Regions from separate parts of the Mus musculus genome. Here all the other regions are linked to region 4. The links are chromatin contacts, called in public HiCAR-type and promoter capture Hi-C maps. All regions are on one chromosome and are shown on one strand. Each heading gives the region's core, a stretch centred on a gene start, on an enhancer-like site or on the middle of the called end of the contact. The rest is flanking DNA. Distances are from core to core; before and after follow the strand shown.

Region 1 (6,253 bases), core at 1,224-3,723, 2.6 Mb after region 4:
TTGCCCCCAGACATGGTTCTCTGCCCTAACCATGCCAGTTTCTTCACCATGCCCCACCAGGTAAGCAATGCCATGTGACTTGTTCCCTCACTACTAGACTTGCTACAGCAGCTGCCCCCTGGATGACATCACAACTCTGAATGCTCAGGAGTGTCAAAAAACCAACCTTTTTACTCCTCTTCAGGCTGCCTCTGTCCTTCCATGCTGGGAAGCTGAGACCATGCTCACACTACATTTACTAAGAAAGAGAACTGCTTTCTCTTCCAGATTCTATTAAATTTGGGCTCCAGCCTCCAGGGGCCACCTTCTACCTCCTAGCTAGTCCATCTTCTGCAGGTGTCCCCTCTATGAAAAACAGCCTCATTTTCAGAGCAGTAGGCACATCTCTTGTGGCCCTGGCATCTCTTCAGTATGCCCTCAACCCCACACCTGCAGGGCTTCCAAGATATCCTCTAGAAGGGGGAAGGGGTGTAGGATGAACTGTGCCCCAATACCTGCAGATCTATCTCCTTTTCTCCTGTAGGTCTGTGTTCACCATGGCATGTGTCCCCTAAAGGAAAAGGCACTCCCAACTCCATAACCACTTGTGAGACAGGGCACTGGTCTCTGCAGCAGAGACCTTGCACTAACAGGCCTGGAGGCTGTAGGTGCATGGCCTCGAATACGGGTTGAGCTGGCACCTCTCTCTGCTGGACCTCATGCATTGTAACCAAAAGGATGGCCCAGACTTCGGGTGAGCACAGTCCAGAGATCTTTCTTCCCACAAACTCTCCACCCACACTCAGGGCATCCACCCTCATCTCCAGCACCAAGAGCTGAGGCCTATTGCAACCCTATTTTACAGAGATAGAGACAGACCCCGAAAATCTAAGTATTTGCTCAGATCCAGACAGCTGGGGCAGTCTGCCGCCAGAGTATAATGGCAAAGCAGCTGTAGGTTACAGAGGCAGACATCCTCCTGAGAGGTCGGCCAGCGGAAATATTGGAGACCAAGGGTTCCCCAACTCCAGCTCGGAACAGCTTGACCCACCACTGGAGTCCCGTCCCCCAGCCAGCCGGTCGGAGGAGGAGAAGGCCTGGTGCGGGCTGACCGCCCTCCCTAGGCACCGCCCCGCCTGCCTCAGCCGCTGCATTCCTGGGGCCGGGGAGGCCCGGGACGAGGCGGCGGCGGCGATGCGAAGCAGATGGCTAGTCAGGCGCCCCCCCCCCCCCCCGCCTCCGAGGCGGGGCTCGCGGCCGGGAGTGGTCTGTGTCCTCTCGACCCGATTTCGGAAACCGCGCGGTCAGCTAGCAGCCCTCGTCTACTTTGACCCTCCAAAACCCTAGCTGACGTTTCGCACCCCGGGGAGCCGTTTGACCCAGGGTGCCCCCCGGGACCCTAGCCTGGAGTCCCAAAACAGCCTCCCCAGCACTGGCAGAGGCGCCCCACCGTGGGTTCCTCGCCTCTGCAGAGATGCCTTGACTGCGTCGTGGCTCCGACGAGCAGACAGGTCCCTCGGCTTCTGCGCCTACTCAGCCGTCGTCGCTCTTCACCCTCCGCGCAAGCTCCGGGCTCCACTGCTTTCTGGCTGGGCCTGTCCCACACCGGCTTTCCTAGCAAGATCCTCTCAGAGACCCACCTCCGTACACCCAGTGGCCGCCCACAAGGAGCCAACAGGGGTTCCCACGTCCTCCCCATCGCGCGTCCATCATTGTCCTCAAGCACTCCGGTTTCTGGTCCACCGTGAGTGTAGCCTTGTCCGTGCTCACTTTCACCACCATCTTCCTCCCACCCCGCGCCCGCTCTACCAAGACAAATCTGTCCTTCCAAGTCTCGACTGTCCCAGTGCCCAGCTCGCCCAAGGTTGCTCCTTCGCCCTTCTAAACCCCTACTCCAGGCTCAAGCCACTGGCTCCTAAAGCCTATGCACATGCTGTCCCCTCCGAGTGTCCTTGCTTGGCTTAGGGAGTAGCTCCTTTCTCTTCTCCCCTGACATTTTGGACACCACATAGTACCCCTGGGGGCTCCCCACAGTACTCCATTACCCCTCAGGTGATTTCTGGTCCAGCCGGCCCTCGGATGCAGCCTAAGGGCCCAGGCTTGGCCTGGAACCGAGCCCAAGACGCGAGGCAGGCCCGAGGGGCTCGCGTGACCAGTTTAGGGAGGTCCTAGATGGCCCGGACTGAAATGGGGCGCCGCTACCCCCAGCCCGCTTCGCGCCCACGCCTCGGACAGGCCCAGTTCCTACCCGGGCGTGCGGCACACGTTGCGGCCTCGCGGGTTCAAGTCCTGGGGCGCCGCGAGACCGGGCAGCAGCCAGAGCAGCAGCAGCAGTCCCAGCCCTCGGGCTCCCTGGCGCCGCGCCGGCCCGGCCCCCCGGGACCCTGCGCCCTCCATGAGGCGCGGGGCAGGCGCGGGTGGGCGCGGGTGCGGCCGCGGCAAGGGCGGCCGGAAGCGGAGTGCGAGGCCGGGCGGGGGGCGGCAGGAGGGGCGCCGGGCCGGGCAGGAAATTCCACATCGGCTCCCTGATCCTGGGCCAGCGCGGCCGGCCAGGCGGCAGCGCCCGCCCCGCGCGCCAGACCCCACCCTCCGGTCGCGCCTCCGCCCCTTCTTTGCTCGGCCCCCGCCCCCACCTGGCCATGCACGAACTCGGGGGTGAACTTGGTGGAAGCCGGCGAAGCACTGCGGGAAGAAGGAGCTGCGGGATCCTGTGAAGGAGTCCTGGTCCGCGCCTTTTCTCCCCCTTGTCAGAAGCCCTGGAGCCGCCAGGCCCGGGAGCAAAGGGGTCCTGGAGAAGGCCCCGGTTCACACACTGGCCTTCGGCTGGAGCTAAGAACCCCTAGTTGTTCTATGGTGTGCCATTAGCATCTCTTGATCTCCTGCAGCATGCAAGATGTAGACAAAGACCTGTGGGAATGAACTGGAGACCTAGGGAAAGGAGCTCTCTGAGGAAAAAGCCTGGAACAGAAGGAAGCAGTGATGGTCTTTGATATAATGAGGAGGTAAAGACAGGGAAGGGGACACTGGAGATGAAAACTGAAACTCAGAAGTCCTCTCAAGGGGTAGGAAGGAACTGGGTGCCCAGGGCATGTATTCAGCTTGAGAAGGCTATTGGCTCCTAAGAAGGAGAAGTTCAGAGAGTGAAATCAAGGCTTAGAATGGAGACCCCCCTACTACATAAGGACAACCAGGGCCACTAAGTAGATTGCTCTGTCTCTACCATACCCACTTTTGTCTCCTGATCTCCTGAGCACCTCATTCCCTAAACAGCTGTCAAAGTGAGCCTTGTCATGTAAGCAGAACCAGAAGTCTTCGGAGTCAGAAAGCTTCCTTTACCAGGAACCTCTAGCCTGACCTTAGTATGACATCAGCAAGCCTGTCAAAGGAGCTGCAGAATCAGTGTCCATCCTAGGGACGACTTGGACTTGGCTAAAGATATCCTTCCTCCAAGTCTCTACACAAGCTTAAGGATAAGACCCCTGGGCCAGGAGGCAGCTTGGGCAGGGGCCCTCTGTTAACCCTTTACTGTTCTCACCAGTAAAGCTCTTCTCTCATCCCTGCCTTGAATCACTGGCTTCACCCAGGCAGAGCAGAACACAGTACTTATGGTTACCACAGCCTAGGTCAGACAGGAGATGGTTGGAGCTGCATGGGTCCAGAAAAGACAAAGCAGGAGAGACCCTGAGGCAGACTGCTCCAGACTGCAGGAGTTCACACACCTTTGTTGGCAGCCTGGTCCCACCAAGGTGTGTGTGCTTCTGACTTGAGGGAAAGGTTAGACAATATCTTCCTGGGCAGCCGGCAGAGGGCACCTTGCGTATGAGGGACAGGTGGTGTAGACAGGGAGCCTGAAGGACTGAGCCGGAACCAGAGCAGTGGACAGGCCCAAGGCCATAGATGTTAGCAGGCTGGCGGGGAGGGGAGGACCTCAGGCCTCTCCTCAGCCCTCTCAGCCTGGCTAGGCTGGTGGCGCAGGGGAGAGGTGGAGTGGGTAAAAGGAACAGTCTTCCCATGTGGTCACAAATGCAAATACTTCTCAGCAACAAGTAAATAAGCCAACCACTTCTGGGAAGCTGAGGGTGAGTACAACCCTGCCCTCAGCAGTGGCCTCCCCAAGGAGGCTCCCCAGGCTGTTAGAAGCAGAGGTTCCTGTAGTTGCGTGGTTCAGCTGGGGCTTTCTAAGTACTGACCTGAGGAGAAGCCTCAGCTGGGCCACGTCCCAATGGCATCAGCCTATCCTCTTCCCATAGACCAATTCCCATGCTTGATGGCTATGAAGGGCACAACCTAATAGCAACCTGACTTCATGTTCATTACATGAGTTCCCCAGTGTCACCCACACACCCCATTTACCCTCTCCCTAAGCTAGGGTAAACTCCTGCCTGGGACCTGAACATACAAGCTGAACTTTCCAGGTTCGACTCTTGAGAAAAGTGTGGGTGGCCACTTTGAATGCTGTCCACTTTTCCTGTTGCTGTGGCAGTTGCTGACAAGAGCAACATAAGGAAACAAGAGTGCAGCTGGCAAAGACGGAGGAGCTTTGTGAGTTAAGAGGCCAGCCTGTTTTTCCTACCTATAAGCAAGTTCTAATACACCCAGGGCTACATAAAGCCCTGGGTCTCTTTGTTTATTGTCTCAAAAGTATTTTTTTTTTTAGATTTTATTTGATGTATATGAGTACATTGTAGCTGTAGCGATGATTGTGAGCCATCATGTGGTTGCTGGGAATCTGAATTCAGAACCTCTGCTCTCTCCAGCTTAAAGATTTAATTATTATAAGTACCAGAAGAGGGTGTCAGATCTCATTACAGATGGTTGTGAGCAACCATGTGGTTGCTGGGATTTGAACTCAGGACCTTCAGAGGGGCAGTCAGTGCTCTTAACCACTGAGCCATCTCTCCAGCCCCTCAAAAGTATTTTTTTAAAAAAGGAAATGGAAAGAAAGGTGCACAGTTTGAGATTTGGGACACTAGGGGACATCAGAGACTTTATACTCTTATAGGTTGCTGGCAGGAGGCTTGGGACTATGATGTGGCCAGAGACAGTTGTCCTGAGAGTGAAGTGCAAACACAGCCAGTGTACAAGACCAGAAAACCCCATATGACCGCTTAGGGGTCCCCCTACCCTTTGGTCAAGCAGAACCCTCCCGTAAACCTGGGCCACATTTGGCTTGGGTGGCAGCAGTGCCAGCAGACTGGCACATGAAGCAAGTACTCTGAGACCTGAAAAATGGTATTCTTACTAGGAACAGGTAACACTGGAAGATGTGGCCATCCACCCTTAAAGGAAGTGGCTCACTTCAAGCAGGTGTTAACATTTAGGAAGGGATTGTCACTCTGAGGTATCTGTGTGTGATGTCATGTCTCTCCAGGGGCCACAGATCCTGAGATAGCGAGGCTATACATGCTGGTGGACATCAGCTCCAAGTCTCCAGCCTACTGTGTTCACTATCCAGCGTGACTGGATACCTTTCCTTAGCCATCCTCCAGTACACCACTATGTATTCTCGCCTTCTTTGAAAGGGCGCCAGTTGGAAGACTGGGTGCTCACTCTGCCAACTGCCCACTCTTGGCAGGAGGCCTGTGGTAGGCTTCTGTAACTGAAGACCTGGTAGCAAGAAGCAGGGAAGGTGGTCTGGATGCTGGGACCCTGAGTCCATTCATGTTGGGCACAGGCCAAAGGGTGGGAGAGGTGCAGTAAAGGTGACTAGAGGGCTCACCTGCTATACTAACACAGCCCCCAAGATGATTAATCAAGTCAGTCGCCTGACAACCTTTTGGGAAATCGGGAGGTGGGAAGATGTCCTGTAAAGGTAACCACAATTAGGCCTGTGCCTTGGTTTCCAGTGATACACTGCCACCCCTCCCCTGGTACCTGAAATCTATTTCTTGACACAGACCAGGACACTACTGTCCTGTTCCATATTCTTTCCATTCTCATAAATGGATATTCTAAGCAAGTTCTCTAGTGCTGAGTTGCACCCCAATCCTCGGAGCTTTCTGCCTTAGACATGCAGTGAGGCGAACAATTTTGAGCTCCCCAAGGAGGATGGGACTAGGTCAGCACCACAGCTAGAGTCAGGCTGCCCAGGAGCTAGAGTGGATATGAGGCAGCAGGAGCTGGTGAGCCTCAGGGCAGACATTCTAGATGTTCTGACTGAGAGACAGGCAACTACTTGCCACCTCAGTAGCTCAGGTCCTGGTTTCTGTGTGACCAACATTCTTTCTGCTTGTGGAGCTTATCATATGTTGGAAGTAGGGTAGTGACCCCCTGG
Region 2 (6,332 bases), core at 2,504-5,003, 2.9 Mb after region 4:
CCATGGCTGTGTCAGAATCTAAGAATGGGGGAGAAAGCTGAAACAGGAACACAGTTGGGCTGAAAAACACCCAGAGATCACATATTACCAGAAGGCAAAGCAGAGTGTGCTAGCCAGTCCCCCAGATGACATCGGACTCTGAGTACACTAATAAAAGCTGGCCAAGAGAAGAGGTGATCTTCTAGCCTGCTTCTTGCCATTAATGCTCAGGTGAGTGTGTGCCTGGCTGTAACCCAGAGGCAGGACCAGCATGGAAAAAACGCTGGACATCTCAATGAAACTGTCCCACATCAAGGTCTGGTGTTGTAAAGGTTGGAGACCCCAAGGGGTGTCCTCAGATACTGTGCCGGTAACCCATACTTGGGGTACCCTTGGAAAAGTGATTGGACATATGGAGCCCTAATCACCTGTTTAATGGGAATTAAAGTATTCCTCGTGAACAGCAGATGTAAAGACTTGGTGAAATGACTTCTAGAAAAGTGTAGCCCTTTGCCTGGGATAGACATACCAAGCTGGGACTGAGCTTTGAGCCATGAGTGAAGGAGAAAGGAGACAGGGCTGATGAGAAAAAAAGGGGTGGGTGTGTGTTAGAGGCTCTGGACAAGCTTACCTCTGGACATCTGCCCTGGACTTGAGCTGGTGTCACGAGGAAGTTGGTTACCAGGAAGAACACGTTCTCTCCCTAGAAGGCAAGGCTGAAGGTTGGTCTCAACTGAGAAGATAGAAGCTGACAGCCTGGTTTGTTTGCTTTTTGTTGCTCTCAGTGCTGGGAATGGAACTCCGGATCTCAGACAGGCTAGGCCAGCACCCTCTGAGGTAGAGCCCAGCCTGGGTAGCCTGGATTTTGTGGGAATAGTTTTTGGTCCCATCTAGTTGCCAATTTGTCCTGCAGAAAATGGCGTCCAGTGAAGCAGGTGAAGCTGACTAGGTTTACGGCCTCCCCTGAGCTCAGAAAGTGTCATGCCTCTATCCGTATCTTCCATACAAGTGTCATTTCAAATTCTCATGCACTCACCCAAAGTGGGGACAGAGGGAGCCTGCTGATGTGTGTGTGTGGGTGTGTGTGAGAGGGAGAGAGAGAGAGAGAGAGAGAGAGAGAGAGAGAGAGAGAGCATGCTCCCATATAGAAAGCTACTACCACCTGGAGCCAACAGATGATAGCTGCCTGAGTCACTGGTGCTCCTGTAAGTACCCCTCACTTATGCCTACAGGGAACCACAATTAGTCACTGGTTCACAGAACTTATTTGGAATGGAATTGGTTCATCGTTGGTGCCCTATCTGAGGTATACAGACATTTGTTTATGTCTCCTCAGGAAATGTCCCGTAACAGCTGGTAACTGGGGCTAGGTGGAGGGAGAAGAGAAGATGTTCCCTAAAAGAGACAAAGAGGGGCATGTGAGTGACATGAAAGGAGTCAGACTGTACTGTGACAGGCAAGGATGGGGAAGGGGTGGTGTATACATCACAGATCCGTCAACTCCCAGACTCTTCCTCACCACCTCCTTCCAAGACAAAGGCTTGGTGAACTTTTTTTTTTTTCCCTGCCAGAAGGACCCCCTTCTGGATGAATGGTCTAGACTAGTCCAGCTATATTCAAGGCTGGTCCTGGGCATGTCTCAGCTTGCATGAACCTCTGGACTTATCAGCTTCTTCTTTCAAGTTGATAATCCAAAATTCAGGACAGAGGCACCCATCCTATCCCACCACAGATATTTAAAACCAGCAGCCCTCCATGGGAGAATGGATTTTGGTTTCTAAATTCCCTTCCCTCTGGTGGGAAGCCTGTCTCTTTTGTGTGTGGGATGTGTGCACTCTCACTTTTAATGAGACATGTATTTGCTGTGACTGTGACTTATTTCTTGCCTTTTCACTCTATTTTTGAGCAGGGTATTTTTTTTTTTTGGCTTTGTTTTATTTCAAGACAGGCTTTCTCTGTGTAGCCTTGGCTATCCTGGAACTTGCTGTGTAGACCCAGCCTGGTCTTGAAACTCAGAGCTCTACTTGCATCTGCCTCTAGAGTGCTGGGATTACAGGCATATGCTGAGCATCCAGCCGAGTTGTTTTATTTAATTAGTGTGTGTGTGTGTGTGTGTGTGTGTGTGTGTGTGTGTGCCTGCCTGAGGCCCTCAGAGGCCAGAAGACAGCATAGAATCCCCTGGAACTGAAATGACAGAAAGCTATGAGCTACTATGTGGGTTCTAGGAACAGAAGCTGTATTTTCTGCAAGAACAGCCAGTGTTCTCAACAACTGAGCCATCTCTCCAGCCTCTGCCTTTTAATTCTTTCATCATTGGGAAGAAAAAAAAATGAACTTGATCCAAGATCCCTAAATGATAGCAAGGGGACTTCAGCAAGCTCAAGCCCTGGGTTCCCATCCCCTACATTTCACTTCCAAGCATAAATCATGAACCGAAGATATTTCATTCCTTCTCACATGTATCTCTCCACCACATGGGTGCTGGATGGGTGGGGTGGATGGTATTTTTGTTTTTGCTTGTTTGTTTGGTGGTTCTAGCATTGAAGCTCGGAAGCTATGAATGCCAGGCAAGCTCTCTGCCACTGAGTTGCATCGATAACCTTCCTTTAAAGGAAGTTCCGCAGGCCCTGGCTTCTTGGCTTGGGAAGCTCCACATCCCTGAAAGCTGTTTTCTCACACTGACTCAGAACCCTTCCTCCTGCATCCTATGTCTCTCATGCACGGCAGGTGTGGTTGGTGGTGGTGGCTGAAGAATTCTGACTTCCTGCAGCAGCGCTGGGGACCTACCTGTGATGGCTTCACAAAGTCAGCCACGTCCCACAGCCGGTTCTCCAGCTCCTTAACCTGGGTTACAGAAACCCCCTTGAGTTTGGTGATGACAGAAGTCTGAGGGGCCAAGTCCCGTTCCTGGTAGCCTTTTTTGGCCAAGAGGGCCCACCTAGGGAAAGGATGATGGATAGTGTAATGTCTAGATAAGGAGTAGCAGTGCTCACACACTAGGCTCCCAGACCAGCATGGAGGCCTCCACCTTCTGTCTAGCTGCGCCTCTTGCTCTATACCCCTGAGTAGGTGGAGCTCTCAGATGACGATGGTCACTTTTCACAGCCAGTGCCTTCACACACTCAGCAAACCCAGCTCCCTTCTCAAAGACTTTTCGGACATCCAGCTGGTGGTCTCTCTGAGAGGCTTAGTGCTGTGTTGCTCAGAGAATTACTGCCTCCTGCTGCATCAGGGTACCTTAGGGCAGGAGAACTGCAGACGCTAACAGAGACCGAGAAGACGCTGGAGACAAAGCCCCTTACGTGGGCGAATGGATCTTCCACTGTTCTCTGAATGGACTAAAATCCCTTCTGACTACCTCTCACCCCCATTCCCACTTTCCCACCAGCTGGGGTTCTAAAAAGCCAACTTTTATCCCTCGGCAAGCAAGACCCCCCACAGCAGACTCTGCAGTCTGGCCAGGAGCGGTTCTTACCCTATCACGTAGACTACCACTGCCAGCTGCAGCAGCCTCTGGGAGACGCCCACCCGACAGTTCCTGGTTAGCACATATTTCTCCGTCTTGTAATCCAGAAACCCCCAGCTCACGAGTGCTGCTGCGGCTGCAGAAGCCATGTTCCCAGTTCCTGCTGGCTGCAACTGCATGAGTCAGCAGGCAACTTTAGCCGCAGCTGAACTGGAGGCCAAGAAGCCATGCATGGGATTCAGGCCAGTGTTGTTAAAGGGACATCTCAAATTCAGTAGGAGCTGGCTCCTGCCTCATTCCCAAACCCCAGCTGGTGTAGCCCCGCCCCCTTTTGTCCAGAGTCCCTGGGTTGGACCCTATGCATAGAGAGAGGAATAGACCTGTCCCTACCCACTCACTTTGTTTTCTTATATGGTGGGCAGTCAACACGGGGTAACAGAAGCCCAGAGAAGGGGCTCTGAACTCAAACTTGCACATTCCAAAGAGTATAAATTGGGTTTGAGATACCCCTGCTGGCGCAGCAGCATAGCAACCTCTAGATCTTGAGAGAAAGCTGAGACCCTTAGGCAGTGACCGCATAGCTGTGGCCCCAGAGAAAAACTATTGCTAGGCTACAGATCTTCTGTAGAGCCGCTGTCTACTCCAAGCGCCGTAACTAAAACACTAGTTCTGGGGTCAGACTGGAAATGTTTGTGAAAAGAACATGAAGGAGTGACTACCCCCGTGCATGGCAGCGGTAGTCAGCCCTGGGAAAGAGCGTGCCAAGGTTGTGTTTTCTTTTGCAAACAAGACCCGGTTCCCAGGACGACGGCGGGGTGGGAGGGCGGGCACCGTTACTGGCCCCAGAGACCACCTGTTGTCCGTAGATCAGATTCGATTGGTCAAGGAGGCCAGAGGGACCGCCCACATCCCTGGGAAGAGTTCCAGGCGGTGAGCTGTGTGGTTAGAGTCTGCGTCCCGGACTGGGTAGTGAGAGTAAACATGAAGGGTCCCTGCGAAGTTCAGAAGAATGAAGATCAAGAGGGAGAAGCTGCGGCCACTGGGCCTCAGGCAGAGACCCTGGAGGCCGAAAGGTCCTGGACTGCAGATTCACACTCTGCTCTGGAAGCAGAAGGTGCCTCATCCTCCGCGTGGGGTCCTAGTTGGAATCCTCACTTGAGGATATTCCCGCAAAAGTGGTGGGAGGGCAGCTAGAACCGACCGGCACCCTCTGTGGGGGCACATTTCCCAGTATCAGCAGCTGATACCCCTCAAGTCCTTGCCCTCCTGGAGGAATGAGGAGGCCTAACATTTAGAACTGTCTTCTGGAAAACCTGCAAATGAAATACCCTGACAAGCAGTTGTGTCCCAAAGAGTTCGGGGCTGGGCGTTCCAACCTATAGGAAAAACCTAGCTAATGGATATATTGGATTTAAGATTGTTTCCAGCCCTCTGCTCCCAGGGTGTTTATATAGACCTTATGACCCGTGGACTGAGAATGTAGCTCAGTGTAGTGCTTGCCTAGCATGGTTGAAGCATTGAGCTCAAGGCTGAACTTAACCAGCAAGCTGGAGGCCAGCTTTGGTGGTGGTGGTGGAGGTGGTGTGTGTCAGTGTGTCTGTGTATGTGTGTCTCTCTGTGTGTGTCTGTGTCTCTGTGTGTGTGTGTCTGTGTGTCTGTGTGTGTGTCTTTCTGTATGTGTGTCTGTGTCTCTGTGTGTGTGTGTCTGTGTATGTCTGTCTGCCTGTCTGTGTCTGTGTGTGTGTGTCTGTGTCTGTGTGTCTGTGTGTCTGTGTATGTGTGTCTGTCTGTGTGTGTGTCTGTCTCTGTGTGTGTGTGTCTGTGTGTGTGTCTTTGTGTGTGTGTCTGTATGTGTGTCTCTGTGTGTGTGTCTCTGTGTGTGTCTCTGTGTGTGTGTCTGTGTGTATCTGTGTGTCTGTGTGTATGTGTGTCTCTGTGTGTGTGTGTCTCTGTGTGTGTGTCTGTGTGTCTGTGTATGTGTGTCTCTGTGTATGTGTGTGTGTGTGTGTCTCTGTGTGTGTCTCTCTGTGTGTGTCTCTGTGTGTGTGTGTGTGTGTGTATGTTTGGGAAGGTGATCTGTGATACCTGGACGCAGTGGGGCAAGGACAGCAAACATGTCAGCATTAGGCAAATGCTCCCTTTGGTTCACTAGTTTGGTGGCTTTGAGAAAAGACTTAATTAATTTTTAGTGTGGAGGTCCTCATCTAGAATATGGGCACAGTAGCCACCAGAACAAGAAGAAATGGCAGGGGCAGGAAAGGGTCCAGGCTATGCCAGTGATTCGTTCCTTCTTCATCTCCCATCTACTGCTAGGCACCCATGGGCTTGGAGAACGGGTCATGGCTACCCTCTATCTGAAGTCTTGCCGGGCCAATAGTGTTGTGCCAGTTTCTTGTCTTCTGCGCCAAGAGGGTGCCTCTGAATTGAACCTTCGGCACCGTGGCCTGGGGCCCCAGGTATCTGTTGGGGGACACTGGAACCACACTTGGCTGGGAGGATGTAGGAGGTAGTGGCCATCTTGTCCTTGATTCTATCTCAGACACTCAAAGCTGTCTGTGCCACACAAGTCCCATCTCCCATGCCTGCGAGACAGGGTGGAGACTGTGTGACAGAGATGAGGGTGGAATTGTAGGAAGGACTCCAGGAAGTGAGATTGGGCGGCACCTAAAGGTAGAAGCTGATGTTCTCTGGAGGAGGTGGGAGCTCTGGGGATTTAAACTGAAATTATGACCATCTGTATCTCAGTTCAGGGAAGGACCAGGCCCCCCAGGCCACTATGTTCCTCGCCCCTTGTACCTCTCTGCTCTGTTCCAGGGGGTCCGGGCATTGGCTTCCGTATTGACCTCTAATCCCTACATCAAGCGTCTGGATCTTCGGGACAATGGGC
Region 3 (6,345 bases), core at 560-3,059, 2.2 Mb after region 4:
TCAAACATTGGGAAGAAATGAAAAGCAAGAAAAATATCAAAGAGCATATGCATAATAAAATTGACATGAACAAGGGCCAGCCTCCCAAGCCCCCCCATCCCCATACACACAGAATGGGATTTCTCTGACCTGCTGGGGTGATGGCTTGACCCCCTCCAGGGGGCAACAAGCTTTATTGTGCTGTTGTCTCTGTAAAAGCAGCCAGGGTAGCAGGGCACGATTAGTGTTCCCAATTTCTCTGCAGGATGAAATACATCATGGTTGGATTTAACACTGTTCCCCATCCATACTGGGCAATTCATTTGCGACCTCACTATCCCTCTGTTGTGGGCCTTATGAGTTCTTTCGTTGACCACTTCAGACTGGTGGTTCTCAACCTTCCTAATGGTGCCTGTGATCCTGTAATCATGTTGTGATCCCCGACCATAACATTTTTTAATTTTGTAGTTGTAATCTGCTAATGTTGTGAATCATGATGTAAATGTGTTTTCTGATGGTCTTAGGCAACCCCTCTGAAAGTCTGGTGACCCACTGGTTCCCACCAATGGTACAGAACCATTGACATAAACTCTGTGTGTATCTTGAATTGCTTACATGGCTAATGGACCAGGCCAAGAGCAAAACCCAGCTCTGCTTGGGATGTCAGCACCACACTCACTTGGCCAGTTTCTGTAGCACCCGCTCACATTCCAGTCGCTTCTGCTCCAGCTGCTCAGTGTAGGGCACTGTCCACAGAGGGGTCACCACATCGGCAATTTGTGTTACTGATGGCTCACTATCACCTTCTTGCCGCCTCTTCCTAGCCATGGGGTCAGCCTTGGGTCGGGCCAGGCGTACGCTGAGCGGACAGCCTTTCCAGAGAGCACCGTGCAGCACTCGCAAGGCCTTGTCTCGTTCAGCAGCGCTTCGGAATGTTACAAAGGCACATGGTGGCTGTCCAAAGAGTTTGATTTTGTGGGACTGTAGACCAAAACGGCCTAGAAAACGCCGGACGTCACTGAAGCTGGCGTGGCGAGGTACATTTTGGAGCTCCAGTTTAAAGATTTCTGATGTGAACAAGTCATCCCTTATGTAGCTGTAGAGCCCAGGCTGCGTTCCAGGCCCTGCAGCTGGCCCAGGCCCTGCTTCCTCTTTTTGACATAGTGGGGCCGCAGAGCTGGGTACAGCACTGGCATCCTGGCCGCAGTCCTCCATGGGCTCCGGAACCTACGTGGGAACAGACGGGCCTGGCTGAAGGCTCTAATTGGTATGACTCGCTCCCCCAAACCGCTGACAGATCTCCATTAGTGCACACTCCACGAAGCCCTGGAGAAACCCGTTCTTTTACTCTCGAGACCCAATTCTCCCCCATCCTATCTTTGATCCGACAGTAATGACTGCTGCCCCAACCCACCTCCGCCCACCCCGTCCACATCTCCTGCACGTCTCCCTTTGCTTTACTTCCGCGGCCGGCTCACTCATCTCCTGGCTCGTCTGTTGCCCGGACCAGGGTGCTCACGAGGACCACCGGCTCGGCCTCCCACCCAACAAGGGCGCAGATACGAGGTACGCCGCCGTGAAGGTAGACCGCAGCTCCACACAGGGACTCAAAACTCGGGTGCTCAGAGCTGGGACTGAGGTTTGCGGATGCACTGTCCCCAAGGGCCACACGCTGCGCCTGCCTTCGGCTGGCCAGCGCACACTAGCTGCGTCTCCTCTCTCTAAGGGCTTGGTTCCGATGACGTCACCGCCGCGCGCCGAGTCCCGACTGATCCTTCCAGCAGCCGCTCACGCCAGCGTCGGAGGCACTCAGCCTGCAGGCGGAAGTGCGCGCGTGGGTCGCCGGGAGAGCGCGCTCCCCGGGCTGAGGCGCGGCCGGGCATGCGCCGCGGGCGTTTTGGCGGGAAGCGCGGGGCGGGCCGGACAATGAATGTCCGCTGTCGGAGCCAATAAAGCTACACTGGTTTTGAATCACTGCGCGTTTCCCGCCGCTGGGGTCAGGGGTCAGGGTTCGGGTCGGGGGGCGGAGGGAAGAGCGGACGGGCGGGAGCGCCGGCGCCAGACGCGGAGGAAAGGAGCTGCGACTAGCCGCCCAGAGGCCGCCGAGCCAGCGACGCCTGAGCTAGTCGAGCCACCGTCGCCGCGCCCCCATGGCGGCCGCCAAGGTACAGCGAGGCCCGGGTGGGGCAGGGCAGCCGGAGAGGCAAGGGCCGCTATGGGCGGCCACGTGGGCGGCCCGCGCCTCGGCCTCCAACCCTCGCTGGCTTGCGGGTTCGGGGCCTGTCGAGGCGCCTGGGCCTGGGGTGCTCGAGGTCTTTGGGGGTCCGCGAGTGGGAGCTGCTGGCCAAGACTCCGATCTCGGGGTCTACAGGGCGGCGCGTGACCTTGTGGTCTGCGGATGAACAGCCATGCCCAAACTGGGCTCCCGGCTTCACCTGGGGACCTGGAGGTGGCCGATCTCCTCCGTCGTGGCCCACTTGTGATCTTCCCATTAGGGGCGGCAATCCTCCTTCCAGTTGCACGCAGACCCCTTCATTCATTAGGACATTGCGCCTTCGGTGGGGAAAGCTCGCGTCCCAGCGCAGGGTACAGATATTAGACGCGCGGACTCTGGGCGGGGGCGGCTTTGTTGGTGGCTCGTGTGTCGGCCGCAGCTTAGCCGCAGTGCTGAGAAACCGAACGAAAGGTTTCTGTTTCTTTATCCTGTTGAGTTAGGTAGTGAGTCTGGGATTTCTCTATATTATCAAAGCACGTGATCTTGTCAGATTTAAACATGCATGTCCTTGTAATTCTCCAAGTTGAGTCAGAATCTTAGAGCTTATTTGTCATACTTTTCCTAGCTTCTTTCGGCTTAAAATTTCAAGCTTGGGTATTATTGCTGGAGGGATTGTAAACTAACAAGTGCTTGGATAACCCTCAGTAAAAACTGTTACGGCTGCTCTTCCTTTTGAGTATATCATGTTCTTTTTCATGGTGGGTATTTTTTTTTTTAACAGAAGAGGAAGTTTCTCCCAAGCTACTTTGCCAAGGACTTGGGTGTGTGTAACCCATTGATGTTTGAGTGTGTAGGAGTGTCAAAATACACAGTCTTGTTTCATGATATCCTGTGATTTTTTTTTTTTTTTTTGTGATGCTGGTTGTAAATACAATCAGATGATGTGAAAGATAAAACCAAAGGCTTAATTTCCAATTTGGGGAGGCATTTTCCAGATGCCATTTGTGATTGATGATGCCCATTGTGGACCGAGTCCACCAGCCAGCAACATCACTCTACCTTCTCTACACAGGACAGTCACGAGGACCATGATACTTCCACAGAGAATGCAGATGAGTCCAACCACGACCCCCAGTTCGAGCCAATAGTTTCTCTTCCCGAGCAAGAAATTAAAACGCTGGAGGAAGATGAAGAGGAACTTTTTAAGATGTAAGTCTGTTAAGGGGTCCTGGAAGTATCTTTAGATAGGCTGACTGAGACAGAGAGAAAAAAGAGTGGACAGGAAGCAGGTCTCTGCAGGCTATTTCTTTCACATTTTGCAGTACCCAGCAACCATAGTTGGACCACTTATGTTTACCTCTTCAATTTCTAGAGGAGCCAGCCAAGCTAGGAATTCTGTCCCTTGTATTGTTTCTCTTTCAGGTATAAGCCTTAGTGATATGTTCTGGCATAGCCTCTTTGTGATTTCTATCTGGAACTGCACAGAAGAATTCTAGGGTGGCTGGGCACACTGATTTCTGTGAATTTCATGGCTTGGACCCAGCTTGATAAAGGCTGTTTTAAGAAAGTGCTTGGAGATGTATGGTGACTAGTCTTACAATGAAAATTCAACCATTTCTCAGCCAAAAATGTTGCCAGGTTATCCTGCTGCCTTGTGGCCAGTCATGTGAAGGTTGTTCCCATCACTGTTCTGTGTCATCTGGGTGTCTCCAGCAGGCTGTGGGGGCTCACACTTTTAGTCTCAGCACTTGGGAGGCAGAAGCAGGTAGATTTCTGTGGATTGTAGATCAATCTGGTCTATATAACCAAGTTCCAGGACTACATGGTGAGACTTTTTTTGCTGGGTGGGGGCTCCCTTTCTTTGTTGAGCAGAGTCTTTGCTTTTCTTTGTTTTTGCTTTGCTGTCTGTTGCCTTAACTGTATCCTCAAAGATTGAGGTTTGTTTAGCCCTTGTTAATTGTTATGTGTGTATGGGCATTTTACCTACATTGATGTCTATCTACACAATGTACTAAAGGAAGCCAGAAGAAGGTAGTGAATCCCTTGGGACTAAAGTAACAAGTTGTGAGTATCCATTTGGACCTCTGGAAGAACAGCCAGTGCTCTTAACTGCAGAGCCAATTCTTCAGCTTCCAGCTCATGGTTTTTCAGGTTAGAAAGTATGAGATCTGAGAGTGTAGTGCTAGCAGTGGTATGGACCTCATTCTCATGTAAAATCAAGAGAATTTGCTAATGTCAAATTTTCAGTTATGCCTAAGATGTTTGTTAGAGGTTCTCTGCTCTGAAGGGAGGGAGGGAAGGAGGCTGCCCATGGAGAGCCATAAGTACACCCTTGTACTACCTAGAAGATGGTGGTCCAGAGCTCTGATCCACAACAGTGGGTGAGGGTAGCATCTCCCTGAGTTACGTGGTACTTGATTTTGTCCACTTGATGCTGAAAGTACCCCAGTGTCCTCGGTATTGTGCTAGAGACAGCATATTGTGCCTTTATATAAGGGCCTTTGAGCTTTCTCTTAAGGAGTTAAGTGAAGATGCAATCTCCCTGGACAAGACTGAATTTGGAGGAGAGCAGAGGCTTTGTAACAGCAAATGCGGGCTACAGAGGAGAAGGGTGCTGGCTTGGCAGGAGAGCCAGGTGTACTGGACTCATTGCAGGTACTGTGTACCTGAAACCTGGAGGCTATAGGTTCCTTCTGACAGGAAGCTGTTGCTGGGCCTCTGGAAGATAATATTCCTAAGGCTTTATGTAGTTACAGGGCATTCATTTAGTGTGAGTAGGTTGTCCAGACAGACCTGTGGCTTCTTTACCTACTGAGGGTCATGTGTATCCTTAGATGTGTCTCTGGGGGAAAATCCTTTGCTATGAATATCTTTCTGCAACCTGGTATTTGTTGGCCTATTGTGCTCCCCTGGGTTTTATTTTGCCTAGTAATTCTTGGTGCCCAAAGCCCATTGAAGAAGGTTTTTGGGGAAGACACAGTGTTCAACAGTTCCCTTATGTTCAGTGTCCAAAGAACACTTTGTGGCAATTGGTCCAGGTGTGAGTTCCCTCTCTGTTAGATGAAGAACACTTTGTGGCAATTAGTCCAGGTGTGAGTTCCCTCTCTGTTAGATGTTTCCATACTGGCTTCTCTTACAGGCGTGCAAAGCTGTTCCGGTTTGCTTCAGAGAATGACCTCCCAGAATGGAAGGAGCGAGGCACTGGAGATGTCAAGCTTCTGAAGCACAAGGAGAAAGGGACCATCCGCCTTCTTATGAGGAGGGACAAAACCTTGAAGATATGCGCCAACCACTATAGTAGGTGGCCTTTCAGTCTTTAGACCCTGCAAGTTTTAGGAGTTGGTTACTGGGGGGGGGGGGCATATATTTATGACACTTATTGTCTTTTTGTAACAAGTCTCTGAACTATGACAGTGAATTTAGGCTGTGGGCAAGATAGGTCCAGGGTAGATATAGACCTCCAGGCTAGACTTATGTTATCTGGGCAAGTTGGAGCTATCCCGTGCCAAAGCTGCCTTCTTTTTACTTTCTGTTATGTTCTCCTTCTAAGCTGTTTTCTGGGATGATATAGGAAGGAATCAGGCTGACAAGAAGGTAAATGAGGAGGGCTCTTGGCCAGGTGTGGTCTTATGTACCTAGAAAGAGGTCTCAAAGAGCCACCCCTCCCTATTTGTTTAGATCCATCTTGAGCTGTGTAAAAGTACATGGATTTACACCCTCCTTTAAAGGCCTTGAAATAATGCACTATAGCTGGGCAGTGTTGACATCTGTTCTAACAACTCAGTCACATGCCCTGTTACCTGCCATCAAGTCTCACCCTGGCTACTCCTGCTCCATTGTGTTCTTTTGGCAATTCCTCATCCACTGTCTCCACCCAGGACACCCTTACTGAGATCAGAAGTCCCACTTTAACTCTCTTCCTCAGCTATAGGCTGATCAACTCTTTATAACCAATCAGAAGTAAGGGAGAATAATTTTTATACATCATTGAGATGGGAGATGCTTCAGTAATCATGACAATACTAACACCAGACTGTAATCAGATCTCTGGGCACAGTGCACAAAACCATCCTCTACTCTTGATCCTGGTAGATTCTCTAATGCAAAAATCTACATTTTCTAAACTTGAAAAAAAATTTTTTTTCTTTCTT
Region 4 (6,226 bases), core at 1,817-4,316:
AGTGCATGGATGGCCAGGCAGCCGGGGCAGAGAGATGCTGGCACAAGAGCGGAGTGAGCTTGTTCATTTTTAATATTTCCAGCAACACTTACCCTACAAGAAAAACAGGGATTAGAGATGGAGAAGAGACTGAGGGAACAGCCCACCATTGACCAGCCCAACTTGAGACCCATCCCATGGACAAGCACCAATCCCTGACATTATTAATGATACTCTGTTATGCTTGCAGACAGGAGTCCAGTATGGCTGTCCTATGAGAGTCTCCACCCAGCAGCTGACTCAGACAGATATAGACACCCACAGCCAAACAGTGGATGGAGCTTAGGGACTCTTAGGGTAGAATAGGAGAAAGGACTGCAGCCCCTAATGGGATAGGAACTCCATAGGAAAAACCACCAGAATTAACTAACCCGGACCCTTGGGGTTCTCAGAGACCGAACCACCACCCAAAGAACATGTATAGGCTGGACCTAGGCCTCTCTGCACATATGTAGCAGATGTGCAGCTTGGTCTTTGTGTGGGCCCTGAAGAACTGAGCGGGGGCTATCCCAAAAGCTGTTGCCTATATGTGGGATATGTTCTTGTAGCTGGGCTGCCTTGTTTGGCCTCAGTGGGAGAGTAAACACCTATTCTTTCAGAGACTTGATGTACCAGGATTGGGAGACACCATAGGGGACCCCCACCTGCTCAGAGCAGAAGGGGAGGAGGGATGGGGAAGGTTTGTGGGAGGAGGTGACTGGGAAGGAGACAGTGATGGGGATGAAAACTGAATAAATAAATACGAACAAACAAGCAAACAAACAGACCAACACTTACAGAGATGTAATTCAGTTGCCAGAGAGCTTGCCTCTCATGCTGGGCTTAGTCACCAGCACTGTTTATCACCCGTAATTCCAGCACTATGGAGGTAGACAGGAGGACCAAAGGTGCTGGTCACCTTTGCCTACTTGGCAAGTTCAGCTTCTGAAATCCCAGAGATTCTACCTCAATTAAAGAAAGAAAAACCAGTTATAACTTGTGGCTCATCTTTTCAATTAATGACATCTCACATATGTCAAGGCCCGAGTAGCTGCTGCCGGTCCAGCCACTTTATGTTGTTATTACTGTTACAAGGAAACTTTCTCATGCACGAGTTGATTGCATACTCTGTTATGTTTTTTTTTTTTTTTCTTTCGAGACAGGGTTTCTCTGTATAGCCCTGGCTGTCCTGGAGCTCACTCTGTAGACCAGGCTGGCCTAGAACTCAGAAATCTGCCTGTCTCTGCCTCCCAAGTGCTGGGATTAAAGCGTGCGCCACCACGCCCGGCTCATACTCTATTATGTTATGTGCTTTGATGCTCTTGGAAACCAATCACAACAAAGGTCAGTAAGAACTGCTTTGTATAGTTAGCTACAGCAAGCACGTCCCGCACTGGTGAATGAGCCTTTATGGTTTTTGCTTTTATAAGCTTCTCCTGCACCAATGTAAGAAGTTATTTGGAATAAGACTTCCATTTTGAGTAGGGGTTTAATAGTTTTAAATTCCTAAGAACTCTTTGGGGTTTGACATCCTACATGGCAGAAAAAGATATGGACATGGGTAACTGATATCCTGGTTGGCAAGTTAAGGCATGGATGTTAGGCAATGCAAGTTGATCCCCCAACCAATGGGAACAGGATACGTGTACAACAAAGACCTGCTCCAGAGGAAGTCCTTATCCCTAAATCCTGATTGGTGGAAGAACTTGACACAGATGTTTGTGGATTTCAGACTTAAAAAGCTCTGTAGATTCTGGCTCGAGGTTGCAGTCAGCTCCTGAGTCTGGTCTTTGACCCTGATCAGTCAGTCCCAGGACATACGCTCCATAAACTATCCCTGTCTGCCTGAGATCAGTGTTTGGTGGTTTGTCTGGCGACTCCTTGACCCCAACAATATATATCTTAATTTTAAAATAGTGAAACATAATCAGCTTTTTGTTATTATGACAATATGACAAATACCGGAGAAAACATGAACTTAAAGGAGAAAATACTTATTTTGGCTCAGGTTTTTATCCATGGTGAACTGGTTTTGTTAGTGTGTGCTCGGCACAAGGCTGAACATCATGACAGGAAGGGGTAACACACATCTCTCAAAGGTATACTTCCAGGGACCAACTTCCTTTAACAAGCCTCCAAGTCCTCATATTCTACTAGCTTCTAATAGTGACATGGAACAATCAGTCAATATTAAACCGTTCATTAACTCAGAGTCTTCATGATCCAACTTCCTGAAAGCCCAGCTCTGAACACTGCCTATCTTCCTGAGCTTTCTGTGTGTCAAATATACATCCTGTCAATAAGTCCAGCTTTATGACATTAGTGTTCACAGTAGCTAACTAGGTAGTTGTATGATGGACAATCCAGTTTACTTTCTTTTTAAATCCCTTAAATGGGTAACCATAAACAAGCCCCGGGTAGTTTAAAGGTTGGGAGGCATGCAATAGAGTAGTCTTTATATTATGATACTAAAATAGATAAAATAGAAAAAATAAAACGACTAATGCCTCGGGAGCTTTACATTTATTTATAAAAATAGATTGATTAGTTAGTATATCATTTTGACATCCCTTGTCACTTTGGAAATTGCGATTCTGGCATTTCACTACTTAGAAGTCAAGAAGCTGAGATAGATGGGTAAGAGAAAAGATCCAAAGGTACCATTCATGCAGAACGTGGAGGACTCATGCACCCATTAAGTGACACCACAGCTAAGAGTTGGGGCTGGACAGAAGCAGGCTATGATGACCTTCACGATGTTTTCTGGCACGTGGAACCGCCGCATAGATTTGGAAGTTCCTGACTTTGAACCTCTGGCTGTCAGAGAATACAGCGCCACCGGCTACCCCGACCCGCCTGCCCAGCCCCCGTGACTAAGGCAGAGAAGGTTCCAGACTGGGCATCAGAAACCGGGGAAGGATGGGGCAGCACGAGATGCGCGCGGGTACTGTGAGCAGCCTGCACCCCATCCCGGGCACCAGCGGTGCTTCTGGGAAACGTAGTCTTTTGCGGTGTGCGGCGCTGGGGGCTGCCGGATGAGGGACTACGATTCCCTTCGGTCTTGCGCAAGCTTTGTGCATCGCGCTTGCGCGTTGTGGGGGACTATGCCGCTATAAAGGCTTGTTTTGCTCAGGGTCCGATGTTCGCGAGCGTGCCCGGGCTGTTTGCTCTCGTGTGGGGAGGCTGGGGTGCAGGTAGGTGACGGTTCACGCCTTTTTCATGCAGTGTCGGAGGCTGTCACGGGCTCACTTCTTTGGGCTCTCCAAGGCGGGGTGGGCGGTGGGAAGCCTCGGACGGGAGAAACGGGGCCTGTCTCGTTCCGATCTCGCGCGGTCCCCGGCTTGTTGGCGACCTCGCGGGCTGTGCGGAGGTCTAGATGTTAGAAGGCAGGAGGGGAGGTTTGATGGGTGGTCACGGCCGGCTCCACTCTCCGCGCGGCCACCAGGGGGAGCTGCGTTCGCTGTGGGTGGGTCGTGGAGCCTGTGCTCGCAGGCCCGGGGCTGGCATGGGAACGCCCTAGGGCCGGGTGGCGGAGCTGTCCAGAGAGAAGCCCCAACCTCCCTCCGGGACTGGAGGCTGTCAGCCACTTACTACGTAAGTCATTATCTATGTTTTGTTTTGTTTTTTGTTTGTTTGTTTTGCTACTGGTATGTGGAGGTACGTGGCATCAGCACACACAGCGAAGCCGAGGTAGAGATGGGAGCCTAGATCTTCTGTCACCAGTGTCCTTTTCGGTGCTGACACGCAAAGGAGCTAGTGGCTTTGTGTTTATAACACCTGGATTTGGTGTTTTCGTACAGATGTGGGAGTCTCGATGCAGGTGGGCACAGGAATGACCGGGGAAGTCTTGAGTTCCGAAGGGAGAAATGGATGGGTTTTACTGGGGTCTCTGGAGTAAGTGACAGGTGAGGGAGCTTGGAGGCACAGGTGGGCCCTGGGGGAGAGGTGGGGGGGGCGTGATAAGTGGTTCAGCTTCCTTGTAGCTTCCAGTAGCTTCCAGTAGCTGCAGGGCCTGAAGGAGCTTCCTGAGGCGCCTAAAACCTGAGAGATGTTGCGATAACAGAACTTGGAAACACCAACCTGGTTAGTTACAGTTCTCCAGGCCTACACAATGCCCCTCCCCCCTGCAGAATCGTCACATCCACCCCTCTTCACTGGAAAGAGAATTTTAGAGCAAAACCAGGTGGCCCCCAACCCTGTCAGTTTTGAGTCGGGGTACTAATGTGAGAGTCCCCACTTTGTTTATTCTTCTTTCTCCCTTTATAGTGCTGGCTTAAACCAAAATATGCCAGGTTTTCCTAGTCCTGATACACACACCCTTTCCTTTGGATTTGGCAGGGCTGGGGACTGGAAAGAACCTCTGGCCTACATGCTTTTATCACTGAGCCTAAGTTAGCATTAGTTTTATAAAAAGACTTTACATTAGCTGCAAGGGAGTTGTCTAGAAAATGGGAAGTATGAATTGCTCTTTGGGCTGGAGAGGGTCCTGGTGTAGTAATCCTTTCTTAGTTGATTGCTTCATATCCATATTCACCTTAGCCCTACTCTACCGGCTTCTGTGTGTTCTTCTTGTCATATCCCAGACACACAGAAGATGGTGGTCTCCTTGTGTTCAGTGTGAAGAAACAGTAACTTTATGGCTACTCAGGTGTTTGCATACTTTAAGGTGCTGCACCTTTATTTATTTATTTATTGAAAGTGAAGCTATGACATTGGTGAAGATCATGGGGACAACGATTCCCCATACCCCATTCTTATAGAAACTCGCTTTGTCTGGAAGGTTAGGGAAGTTAGAATAGGCCACTGAAGTCCTATCTTATCTCACCATTAGGAAAACAGTTGTTTCTGTCAAAACTGTCTTTGCTACCACAGTCTGTGTGTACACTTTACCGGTTCCGCTTCATAATATATGATTGAACACACACAACTGAGAAAAAACATTGCCTCGTACAGTTCTTCGATAACTTTCCCTGTTGTTCTTGATGTGTTTGGTGTTGTGAATGGGGTCCCTTGGGCTCCTCCCTTTTAAGCTTCCCCAGCCCCCTCTTGCCTATTTTTAAAGTAGCGAGTAATCTTCCTCTTCCAGATGACAATGGCAGATGCCAGATCTGTTTATAGCTTGGCTTTCGGAAGAGCCAGAGCCACAAGCGTTGTTTTTGCTTAGTAAGCTGGTTTTGGTTTTGTTTATAGTGTACACAGTCATTGGGCTAGGTGCTCTTTCTTTCTTCCTTTCTTTCTTTCTTTCTTTCTTTCTTTCTTTCTTTCTTACTTTCTTTCTTTCTTTCTGTCTTAAATAAACAACTTATCTGTATCAACTTCCAGTGCTTGAACCAGAATTCTGATAAGCAAAATGGCCAGTCCAGCCCTCATTGGAGATTTGAGGGTCTTAATTTTTTTTTTAAGATTTATTTATTATATCTAAGTACACTGTAGCTGTCTTAAGACACACCAGAGGAGGGCGTCAGAGCTCATTACGGATGGTTGTGAGCCACCATGTGGTTGCTGGGATTTGAACTCAGGATCTTCGGAAGAGCAGTTGGTGCTCTTAACCACTGAGCCATCTCTCCAGCCCTTTTTTGGTTTTCGAGACAGGGTTTCTCTGTATAGCCCTGGCTGTCCTGGAACTCACTTTGTAGACCAGGCTGGCCTTGAACTCAGAAATCCACCTGCCTCTGCCTCCTGAGTGCTGGGATTAAAGGCATGCGCTACCACTACCCGGCTTAATTTATTATTATTATTTTTTTTTTACTTCAAGGATTAATAAGTATTTTTCTTCTGATGATTTAAAAATGAGTAATAGGAGCTTGGGATGTACCTCTGCTGTCAGAGTGCTTGCCTGAAGTTTGCAAAGCCTTGGGTTCCATCCCCCGCACCAGATAAACTGGGCGTAGTAGTGCAGTTTTGAAATCCCAGCTGTTGTGATGTAGAGTCAGGAGGGTCAGAAGTTCAAGGCCATCCTTCGAAGACCAAGAGTAGGAAGCCAACCTGGGCTACTTACTTGAGATCCTGTGTCAAAAACAGCAATGCCTTACAGTTGTCAAAATTTTGTGCTGCAAGAGACACAGTCCTTACTAGTGTCATCATGGCTGGACTTATGGACTACAGTGTAGCATGGCCATATGTCAGATATCTGTGGTGTTTTCATTATCTGTTGTTCAGGAATTTGAGCTTCTGACAACGGGGGACCTTCTAGAGGGGCAAGTATGTG

Evidence for each region. Promoter capture Hi-C pulls out the DNA fragments that hold promoters and counts their contacts. HiCAR-type assays count read pairs that join an accessible place to other places.
Region 1: a contact with region 4 is called in a promoter capture Hi-C map of pre-B cells. The contact joins the promoter of Scarf2 here to the promoter of Abcc5 in region 4. A contact is called at or near these places in 2 of 39 promoter capture datasets (cranial neural crest and pre-B cells).
Region 2: a contact with region 4 is called in a HiCAR-type map of astrocytes, with 2.8 times the contacts expected there. The contact joins the promoter of P2rx6 here to the promoter of Abcc5 in region 4. A contact is called at or near these places in 1 of 39 promoter capture datasets (cranial neural crest) and 1 of 115 datasets of contacts at active chromatin or transcription factors (astrocytes).
Region 3: a contact with region 4 is called in a promoter capture Hi-C map of pre-B cells, with 5 times the contacts expected there. The contact joins the promoter of Trmt2a here to the promoter of Abcc5 in region 4. A contact is called at or near these places in 7 of 39 promoter capture datasets (the 3T3-L1 cell line, cranial neural crest, frontonasal cranial neural crest and 4 more), 1 of 115 datasets of contacts at active chromatin or transcription factors (astrocytes) and 2 of 9 other capture datasets (adipose tissue and liver).

What each region holds. Positions count from the first base shown.
Region 1 is chr16:17,793,502-17,799,754 of GRCm38.p6, reverse strand. It overlaps Scarf2 (scavenger receptor class F, member 2), which reads right to left and starts at 2,473. Exons shown (of 11, transcript NM_153790.3): 1 at 2,228-2,473. The coding sequence starts at 2,376.
Region 2 is chr16:17,559,306-17,565,637 of GRCm38.p6, reverse strand. P2rx6 (purinergic receptor P2X, ligand-gated ion channel, 6) reads right to left here and starts at 3,753. Exons shown (of 12, transcript NM_011028.2): 1 at 3,455-3,753; 2 at 2,767-2,917; 3 at 611-682. The coding sequence starts at 3,624. Lrrc74b (leucine rich repeat containing 74B) reads left to right here and starts at 4,391. Exons shown (of 9, transcript NM_029053.3): 1 at 4,391-4,559; 2 at 5,759-5,901; 3 at 6,260-6,332. The coding sequence starts at 4,427.
Region 3 is chr16:18,244,347-18,250,691 of GRCm38.p6, reverse strand. Trmt2a (TRM2 tRNA methyltransferase 2A) reads right to left here and starts at 1,809. Exons shown (of 12, transcript NM_001080999.2): 1 at 1,441-1,809; 2 at 659-1,206; 3 at 130-238. The coding sequence starts at 1,461. Ranbp1 (RAN binding protein 1) reads left to right here and starts at 1,998. Exons shown (of 6, transcript NM_011239.2): 1 at 1,998-2,144; 2 at 3,267-3,403; 3 at 5,334-5,491. The coding sequence starts at 2,130.
Region 4 is chr16:20,423,234-20,429,459 of GRCm38.p6, reverse strand. It overlaps Abcc5 (ATP-binding cassette, sub-family C (CFTR/MRP), member 5), which reads left to right and starts at 3,066. Exons shown (of 30, transcript NM_013790.2): 1 at 3,066-3,212.